Regions from separate parts of the Ovis aries genome. Here region 2 is linked to region 1. The links are chromatin contacts, called in public Hi-C maps. All regions are on one chromosome and are shown on one strand. The core of a region is the stretch at or near the end of the contact, and the rest is flanking DNA. Distances in the headings are between cores, read along the strand shown.

Evidence for each region. Hi-C and Micro-C count contacts between places; a contact is called where the count stands out from the background.
Region 2: a contact with region 1 is called in a Hi-C map of liver, with 5 times the contacts expected there. The contact joins two enhancer-like sites.

What each region holds. Positions count from the first base shown.
Region 1 is chr3:127,751,904-127,756,902 of ARS-UI_Ramb_v3.0, reverse strand. No RefSeq gene overlaps it. Among named protein-coding and RNA genes, the nearest start is that of TRNAW-CCA, 22 kb to the left of the region's middle. Within about 2 kb of position 3,577, at least 4 of the 54 cell types and tissues checked have an H3K27ac peak or open chromatin away from gene starts, as enhancers often do. A contact at or near this core is called in liver, where this site is marked.
Region 2 is chr3:128,817,886-128,822,624 of ARS-UI_Ramb_v3.0, reverse strand. No RefSeq gene overlaps it. Among named protein-coding and RNA genes, the nearest start is that of PLEKHG7, 260 kb to the left of the region's middle. Within about 2 kb of position 1,579, at least 3 of the 54 cell types and tissues checked have an H3K27ac peak or open chromatin away from gene starts, as enhancers often do. A contact at or near this core is called in liver, where this site is marked.

The DNA of each region.
Region 1 (4,999 bases), core at 2,328-4,827:
CTGGGAAAGAGTGAGGTCTTCAGGCAGGTTGATCACATGTTTGTCCTGCAGCATCCCTATATATCTTGCTTTGTGTCCCCCACCAGGAGACTGGCACAAAGTAGGCATTGCCTCATCCTAGCCTTCTGTCTCCTGTTTGACATCAGTCTACAGGAAACAGTAGACATCAAGAGCACACTGGGAGAAGGGAGGCAATTAAGCCAGGACTGCAGTCCCCTGAGCTTCCCCCTGCTACTTTTACTACAGGTTGGCTTTATCCCTCTACTAAAGGCCACACTTCTTACCAGACAACCTCAAATCTCTAGATGCTGGTAATGGTCCCTTCTCCATGCTTTACAGAGCCATTGATTTGGGGGTTCCCTTCCCATTGCCCACATTTGAGTAGAGAGTCCCTTTGCAAAACTTCCCTCAATTATCCCACTTAAGCACAACTATATTCTGATGATATCCTGATTGGTACACTTATATAACAACCTAACTGAGGAAAAATTAGAAGTTTATTGTGTCCAGAGTTGCCAGGCTTAATTGATTTTATTTTCCCTTTGTTTTCTTGTCTCTCAATTCTCATTGAGATGAGTGGCTATTTAATATTACCAAGGATATGCAGAATGATTCTGAAGTTGCCATTTGAAGAACTGGCAACCTTGAAGTGAGGAAATTATTTTACATCAGAATTTTCTTTTCTCATAGAATATATTTAATATTCATAAGTCTATGAAAATCCTCATAGCTTATCTAATATTGTCCAGTGGTGCCTGAAACTAGTTCATGATCAAAGTCATCAAGGCAGCTCTCTATATTTTTATTTCTCTTTATATATATTTACTTCTATTTATTTTCCAAGCTGACCAGGGTCTCCTACATCAGAATCTCTAGGGGCAGCATCTGGATTTCTACTTTATTTTTATCTTTTTTACTATGAGCTTTCTGGGCCTATGATTTCCATGTAAGGGGTGGTAAAATTAAGGACTATTGGCATCTTATAACTTTCTCAAGCTCAGATAACGAGACAGAGGCACAACCAGAATGAGACCCACTATTCTTCATCCTTAGTTATTAAGAGCAAGGGAATTAAGAAATGGGGAAAATCAACAGGAACTTCAGAGAGAGAATTAATGCCCTAATTTGGACAAAAGTGTAACACAGCATAAATTAAAGGAAAAAAGCTTGTTCCCCAATCTCCAAAATTTTATGTTTACTAATTATTCAGGTGAACCTCATGTGGCTTTTAGGATTCCCACCATTTTGGTATGGACCTTTCAGAAGTGGTGTTTCTGATAATGACTGTGATAACCAAAAGTTCCCCCATTCTATTCACATGCTAGGATTGTAGTTCCACGGGAAGGACTCAGTGTGCTGATAAGTGATGGAAATAGTCATTTCATAAATCAGAAGATAACCCTGAGCTTTCCTTTGAAGTCTCGCTGTTGTTTCCTGACTCATTTCCTAAGGATAGAAAACCTGCCAAAGTCTTCCAAAAAGATAAACAATATTTAGCCAGCAGAAATACAGAGGCTGACGACAACTGATCAGATATTTTCTACCAGAAAATCATACAAAAATCCTTCAGTTTATAAAAGAGTTTCTCCTCCCACAACTCTTTTCAGCAATAATCCAGTCTCTTCACTGAAGAAGTAAGAACAGACTGGAAAAAGAGAAGCCAACCATTCATTTCACTTTGGATGAACTTTTTTGCCCTCTGATGTCTTACAAAAGATATTTGTTGAATTCTTCAACTATCAAAAACCAGAGAAGGAAGATTTTCCCACAGCAAAATTAGGAACGGGCCAGTTTATCTTATCTTCTGCTGCTTTTCTCTTCATCAGTTTAGGCTGTCTGAGCATGGCTGACAATGTTGGAGACACATTCCAGGGACTTTCCAGAGCACACAGGGCGGTATGGTCACCCTTTGGCAAGTGTCTTAAGACCTGAGGTGTCCTTCATCGGTATTGACCAACCTCGCTGTGCCCACTTAGGGCTAATGCTGTTATTCACACTCACAGCCTTTTATGAGTTTGGGGTTGGTTTCTTCTTAGACATGATTTTCAGGTTCACTGGCAACTTCACAACTTATTTGTACAAATGTCTGTCTGAATTTGTCGAAGAACTGTGACAGCAGATCTTATGAGAACATTAGTTGCAGTTGCAAAATACTGTGGTTAAAAGAACATAGGAAAATAGAGCATTTTAGGTCAGTGTTTAGCAATGAGCTATTCTGAATATTTGGTTATAGGGTAGCATTTTTTTTAAACTTAGTTTTACCTACTTATGAAAGAACATAGAAGTTGGAAATCATGTACGTTAGTAAACTAAGACCTTAATTTCCTCTTATTTAATTTTCTCAATTTTTACAGTTTTGAAATCCTATACCTCTTTGGAATTATCTCAGATATTCATTCTTAAAGACTTTGGGTGGCTTTCTAAGCAATTTTTAATTTTAGTCTTTCAATAAAAGAGATATTTGAGTGCTGAAATCTTATACAGTATATCAGCAGAGGCTGACATAATGTGTAAATCACATATACTCCCCAAAACAGAAAACTTGTGTACATCAGGATGGCAGATATACCTGTCACTTTTATTTAAGAGTTTGATCAAAAGTTCCCTTGCTGGCCACTTAAAGTCACTAATGTGTTCTCAAAACTTGGGAAATTTGAGGCTTCAGTCTTTGGGATTGATAGGGAGGAGATATATAAAGTATTTTCCCTAAACCATAAAAACACTGAGAAATTTAATGGGCTATTTTAGATGGCAAATTCCAATTTTATGCCATTATGGATCTGGGATAAATGTAATGGGAATGCTTTAACATTTTGCATTCATGGTTTTTTTTACAACTTGTCTATTCAAACGACAAGAAGATTTTAAACTTGTTCTAGGATTCCCAGTTTTAAATGCTTTTTCTCTGGCATTGAAACTGAATCCTAATGGATTCTTTGAATCCATTTCTTTCAAATATGAAATTAATCATTAATAAACTCCTTTCTTCAGTGTTTTAAACTGGGTTTCCTAGGAGCAGAACTGGAGACAGGAATTCAGATGGGGGTATTTAATCAACAAACAGCCTTCAAGAGAAGGGAGTGAGAGAAGCAGGACAGGCCAGAGGAGGAGGTAAACTAGGACAGACACGCAGCTGGAGATACTCCAGCCAGATCCTACTGGATCTCTGAAGCATAAATCTCACCTCACATTGAGGCAAGCGCTCTATCATTTTTATCCCTGGTTGGTCTCAGACGCGGGTTCGATCCCTGAGTCAGGAAGTTCCCCTGGAGAAGGAAATGGCAACCCACTCCAGTATTCTTGCCTGGGAAACCCCATGGGCAGAGGAGCCTGGCAGGCTGCAGTACACAGGGTCACAAAGAGGCAGACATGACTTGGCGACAAAATAACAACAGTCTGTCATTGGCCATGGGTTGTAAAAGGGTAGCGTGGGGTGGCATAGCGTCTCAGGCTAGGCAGTACGGGATTAAAGAGAGAAATTCTCCAGAGAAGGGGACAACTGTGAGCAGCTATCATCTCAGGAACTGAGGCTGAGATAGAGGTGCCGCTGCTGGCAAGGGGATCAGGATGTGGCAACACGCCACTCAGACACACAGAACTCTTATTTGTTCTGGGCTGAACAAAAAGTAACTGTTTTATCAGTTTAACAGAGTATTAATGGCAAAGCTATTTTTCTCTTTAGTTAATTATTACTCAGATTAAAAGAAGAGCTCAGTTTTGCTTGACAGGATGGAGCTGAATTTGACTCCTAGCTCTTTCTACAATGCCCCCAAATCAGTAACTTGACTTTCCTAGGTTTCATTCTTCTAATATACGAGTAAAATGATGTCAATTTTCAAAAGTATAAGAATTAGTGGTTTGTTTCAGATATACGGAGAAGGCAATGGCACCCCACTCCAGTACTCTTGCCTGGAAAATCCCATGGGCAGAGGAGCCTGGTAGGCTGCAGTCCATGGGGTCTTGTACAACAGGGTGATTTGATGTTTTCATATACTGCAAAATGGTCACCACAGTAAGTCTAATTACCATCCAATTAGCTTACAAAGAGGGCTTCCCTGATAGCTCAGTTGGTAAAGAATCTGCCTGCAATGAAGAAGACCCCCAGTTCAATTCCTGAGTCAGGAAGATCCCCTGGAGAAGGGCTAGGTTACCCACTCCAGTATTCTTGGACTTCCCTTGTGGCTCAGATGGTGAAGAATCTGCCTGTAATGTGGGAGACCTGGGTTTGATCCCTGTGTTGGGAAGATCCCCTGGAGAAGGGAAAGGCTACGCACTGTAGTATTCTGGCCTAGAGCATCCCATGGACTGAAGAGTTGGTGGGGTCTCAAAGAGTTGGACACGACTTTCAGTTACCATATAAAGTTAATATACAATATTATTGACTGTATTTCTCAAACTGTACATTATATCTGAACACCTTACTTATTTTATAGCTAGAATTTCGAGACCTAGAAAAAAAATTAATTTGATCTCCTTAAATATTAAGAAATAATAACACGAGAAAAGACCATGATGCTTGGAAAGCCTGAAGGCAAAAGGAGAAGAGGGTGGCAGAACATGAGATGGTTAGATAGCATCACTGACTCAATGAACATAAATTTGAGCAAACTCCAGGAGATTGTGATGGACATGGGAAGACTGGCCTGCTGCAGTCCATGAGGTCGCAGAGTCAGACTTAACTTTGCAACTGATCAACAACAACAATTAATGCTGCAGGAATTACCAGTTCTGTAAATAGTACTGAGATAGTCTCCATTTTATTTGTAGTACAGAAATTAAAAACTACTGGGGCAGACCTGACTGGAGTATTTGCATTTTGCAAGATGCACTCTTGGCTCTTTACACTTGAAATCACTTTTAACACTCTCAACATATCTGCTAGGTAGAGATTGTGATCCCACGTTCTAAAAGGCAAATTGAGGCTCAGAAATTTTGAGTGACTCACCTGAAATTGCTCAACTAGCAGGAAGAGCCAAGATTTGAACACAAAGCTGAAACT
Region 2 (4,739 bases), core at 330-2,829, 1.1 Mb before region 1:
TATTTTATATTAAGAGACATGTCTTCTGATATTTAAAAACGCCAAATACTAGGAGGTGCCCAATAAGTCATTTGTGAAGAATGAATGAATAATTAGTATATACATATCTCAACCTCCCTTTCACTTATGTTTAGAAGCTCATTTATGTGCAGTGCAGTTGCTCAGAGTAAGAAACTGTGGAAAATAGAATTGATATGGGTCCCAGGTGTTTGGGGACAAAAGATACATTCTAAGAGAGGTGTCTGAGGAAACACAATAAGGGCTGAAAGAAAACCTGGGAAATTTTGAATTAATTAATAGCAGGTGCTAAAAGACAAAACCAACCATGCAATCTGACCTGAATAGAATTTGGGAAGAGAGGCTAATGCAAGAGATTCTGGGCTGGAAATCAGAAGGGAACAACCAACTTAACATGTAGGAGACTGAGAAGCAATTAAATTCTCCCTACACAGGATAGAAATACAAGACACATGGACTCTCTCCAGAAGAGACTTAGCTTTCCCTTAAGTCCAGAGGCTATAAGTCAAGGTACCCTAGTAGCTTGAAGGCGAGCCTGCACAGCAAGATGTTGAGCATCCCTGGACATGTTTTGTGGCTCATAGTATGTGCTCAGTGCTTTATATATTTTCCCACATAATATGCAGGATTAGGCTTATGAAGGAGCCTTTATCTTAACAAGTTTTATAGATGAGGACACTGACGTTTAGGAGAACTAAGTCCCAAGCCACCTATATTACAATGGGTAAATGTCACCTCTTACATGGCCAGTGAACCTTCCTGATCAGATGATTCTCTGTGGAGGGGAGTTACTTGAAAATATGGAAGGATGGACAAGAGCTCCAGAGTCTCAATCCAAGAAGAGAGGTTTCTCCTTCAGGTCTTGCCAGTGGACCAGGAGATAGCAGGTAGAAGGAACCTTCTGTGGATGGTTGGTGTGTGTTTTGATTTTAAAGAAACGCCTATTTGTGTGTGCCCAGCACCATGAAGTAGCCTTGGACAGTGAGAACACAATGCTGTCCACTTCTGGACTCGTAGTGCACGTATTTGTGAAAGTGTGTGCCCTTTTTCAGAAGAGGGAAGATGAAAGAGAACACTTGGAATCTTTCAGTGATTCTACAAGATGGAAGAGTGTTTAGGTATAAAGTTTGGACTGTTTTTATTTTAAAGAATGACCTATGAATTCATTACTTTCATAACATGGGATTTTGGTTTTACTTTCTATAATAAGTCATCAAAATTTTAGTCTTGTAATATTTGGTTTCCCATTTTAAGCGGAATTCCCACTCCCACAGTCTCCCTCTTGACTATTGACAGTCTGTGTTTCAGGAAGCTTCTTCTCTCTCATCTTAATAAACTTTTAAGTTCCAAAACAAAGTCTGATCTTAACTATTAGTTTAACCAATCAGTTTAGTCTGTCTACATAATGGTGCAATGAAGATGCTTGCAGATATTGATTCCCTAAAGTCAACTTCCCTTACCAGTCAGCTGTGATGACTAGTTCGTCTGGAATAGTTCCTGCAGTTCCAGCCTTTGTGCCAAGCACGTTGCAGCTGCTGGCCTTCCCCTCAGCCCTGTACACAATTCCCGTCTGTGGAAACTATAATCACCTGCTGGAAGAGATACTTGCTTGTCCACACTGCAGGAGGAGGCTGGAGTTGGGACATTTCTTTGGCTTGCTGGGAAATAACCTGGACTTTAAACTTAGCTGAACCTAGGTTCAAATACTGACCTTGCTGTTTGTAAGCACTTTCAGGGCTAAGGGAAGCTCAACAAATGTTGCTTTCCTCCCTGTCTGCCTTTGAGAAACAGTGCAACCTTCTTTCCAGTGGATCATTTCTGTGATCCAACCACATGGACATTCCGTCCAGCACATCCACACCAAGAGCACGTGGTTATGGATTGTGCTCTCTGTTGCCTTTGGTTCTTTCTCACAAAGCCTGCATTTCAGAAACAGCTCGTGAACAGTCTGTATTTCACAGTGATTTTTTAATCTCACCTTTCTCTAGATGTGGATGTTCTATGACTCCTGGCTTCCTGACATGTGAAAAAATATGTTCCTTCTCTCAGTCTGTGTCTCCTGATAACAAGTTCAGATGAGCCTTTTCTAAATAATGAAAGAAAAGGTGGCCACCACAGGCTTTTATAACTGACCTTATTTCAGAATTCGGTTGGTAACTCTTAACTCACTTTCCAGAGAGAGGCAGTGTGTATGTGTGTGTGTGTGTGTGTGTGTGTGTGTGTGTGTGTGTGTGTGTGTGTTAGTCACTCAGTCATGTCTGACTCTTTGCAACCCCATGGACTGTAGCCTGCCAGGCTCCTCTGTCCATGGAATTCTCCAGGCAAGAATACAAGAGTGGGTTGCCATTTCCCTCTCTAAGGGATCTTCCTGACCCAGGATTGAACCCAGGCCTTCTGCATTGCAGGAAGATTCTTTCCCATCTGAGCCACCAGGGAAGCTAAGAATCTCTCTAGAGGTAGTCAAAACAAGTGGCAGTGCCTAACCTTGGCATGTTCCCTGGCCCTCTGTGGTCCTGTGTTTGATCCTCTTTGTGAAAGGCAGATAGTGTTATGTGACATCTAAGGTTCCTTCCTCCTCTAAACCTTCCAGCCTCTAACCCCAGGCTACTGCTTGCTGATTTATAAGACAATATATTGACTTGCCTGAAGATATTAAATGGCAAATATTTAAGAACTCTGGTCCTTCTCCACTTCTTTATGTCTAGGTTATAAAATTATGGTAATGATTACTTTTTCATTACTCACCTCATCCCATAAAACACCTCTCACTACATAAATGCACATAGGCTTTTTTCAACAACTACTACTCATTTTGTTGAAGGGAATCAGGTCCTTGATAAAGGCCAGTAAGAGAGCACCAGCTTTCTGCTAGTAGACTTTACATTCTCTCTGGGCAAAAGGTTTACTGTGGCTGAGACCAATACAGCGTCATCCAGTGGTCCTCTCCTAAGGGAGAGTTACCAACTACTCATTGCTGCTGCTGCTGCTGCTGCTAAGTCACTTCAGTCGTGTCTGACTCTGTGCGACCCCATAGATGGCAGCCCACCAGGCTTCCCCATCCCTGGGATTTTCCAGGCAAGAACACTGGAGTGGGTTGCCATTTCCTTCTCCAATGCATGAAAGTGAAAAGTGAAAGTGAAGTCGCTCAGTCGTGTCCAACTCTTTGCGACCCCGTGGACTGCAGCCTACCAGGCTCCTCCATCCATGGGATTTTCCAGGCAAGAGTACTGGAGTGGGGTGTCATGGCCTTCCCCAGACTACTCATTAGTTGCCCCAAATGCTGGTAACATGTGCCACGAGGTTGAGGAGAATAGAAGGAACATTTACCAGAAAGAAAATTTAGACATAATAGGTTCTTCCTTCTGGGTCTCCCCCTCTATTGCTACTGTTAAACTGAAACCTTTTACATTGAAATCTTGTTTTCCTTTTTTTATACTCATGACCACGCTTCAAAGCAAGTCTTATACCTCCTTTGCAGCTGAGAATATGGAGGCTCTGAGATGTTAATGAATATCCCAAGCTCACCCAGGTCTCTGGCTATAAAACCTGTGTTTATTTAATGTCATTAACATGACCCCTGCCAGGAATTCCTAAATGTGTCTAAAATGGATTAAAAACAAACTGGGATGTTTAGGATATGGAGAAACCCTGAAATGATCACATCTCTAAGGCAGGCCTACCATAATGTTGTTTTCCACATTTGCAAAGTTTCAAGGAGGTACCCTGTGAACTGGAAGCAAATACTGAGCTATTTAACACCCCTATATCAAGAGGGTTTTGAATCCTTTTCCCCAGTAGATTCACAGAAGTCAGGCATTATTTGAGATGTAATAGTAATGGATGCCATTGATTGAACTCATTATGCTCCCAGCTCTGTGCTAACCACTTGATAAGCATCATCTCATTTACACAGACTTTGTTCCATGAGATGGTTCAGTTCAGTTCAGTTCAGTCGCTTAGTCATGTCCGACTCTTTGCGACCCCATGAATCGCAGCACGCCAGGCCTCCCTGTCCATCACCAACTCCCGGAGTTCACTCAGATCCACGTCCATCGAGTCAGTGATGCCATCCAGCCATCTCATCCTCTGTCATCCCCTTCTCCTCCTGCCCTCAATCCCTCCCAGCATCAGAGTCTTTTCCAATGAGTCAACTCTTTGCATGAGGTGGCCAAAGTACTGGAGTTTCAGCTTTAGCATCATTCCTTCCAAAGAAATCCCAGGGCTGATCTCCTTCAGATGGTTACCACTGTCTTATGCAGACATGGGCACTGAGACTTATAAAGAAGTGTCACTTACCCAAGTATCATGGATTGAAAGATTGGGAATCCAGGTAATGTCTGAATCTAAAGCAACTTGCTTCTGTTGATTACTCTATAATGCCTCGGCACTGCAGGGCAGAATGGGACAAGGGAACCTCGTTCTCTCTCCCCATTGGATCTGCACTTCCATATGGTAACCTGAAAGCCTGCATAAATCACTATTGTGACTAATGTCCACACCTAGCAATAGCAATTATGACAACCAGCCCTGTAAGTTCTCACCCTACTTTCATTCATTAGAAATAGAAATTAAAGGGAAGGAAGGCAGACAGGAAAACCCCTGTCCCAAATGGTCATTTGAGCAATAGAACAATCTCTGTAATTATTTAAAGGGAAAAAAACCTGATTATTTATCAGAAATAGAACTATGAAAAATCCACCTTCAGAAGCACCTCCCCTGCA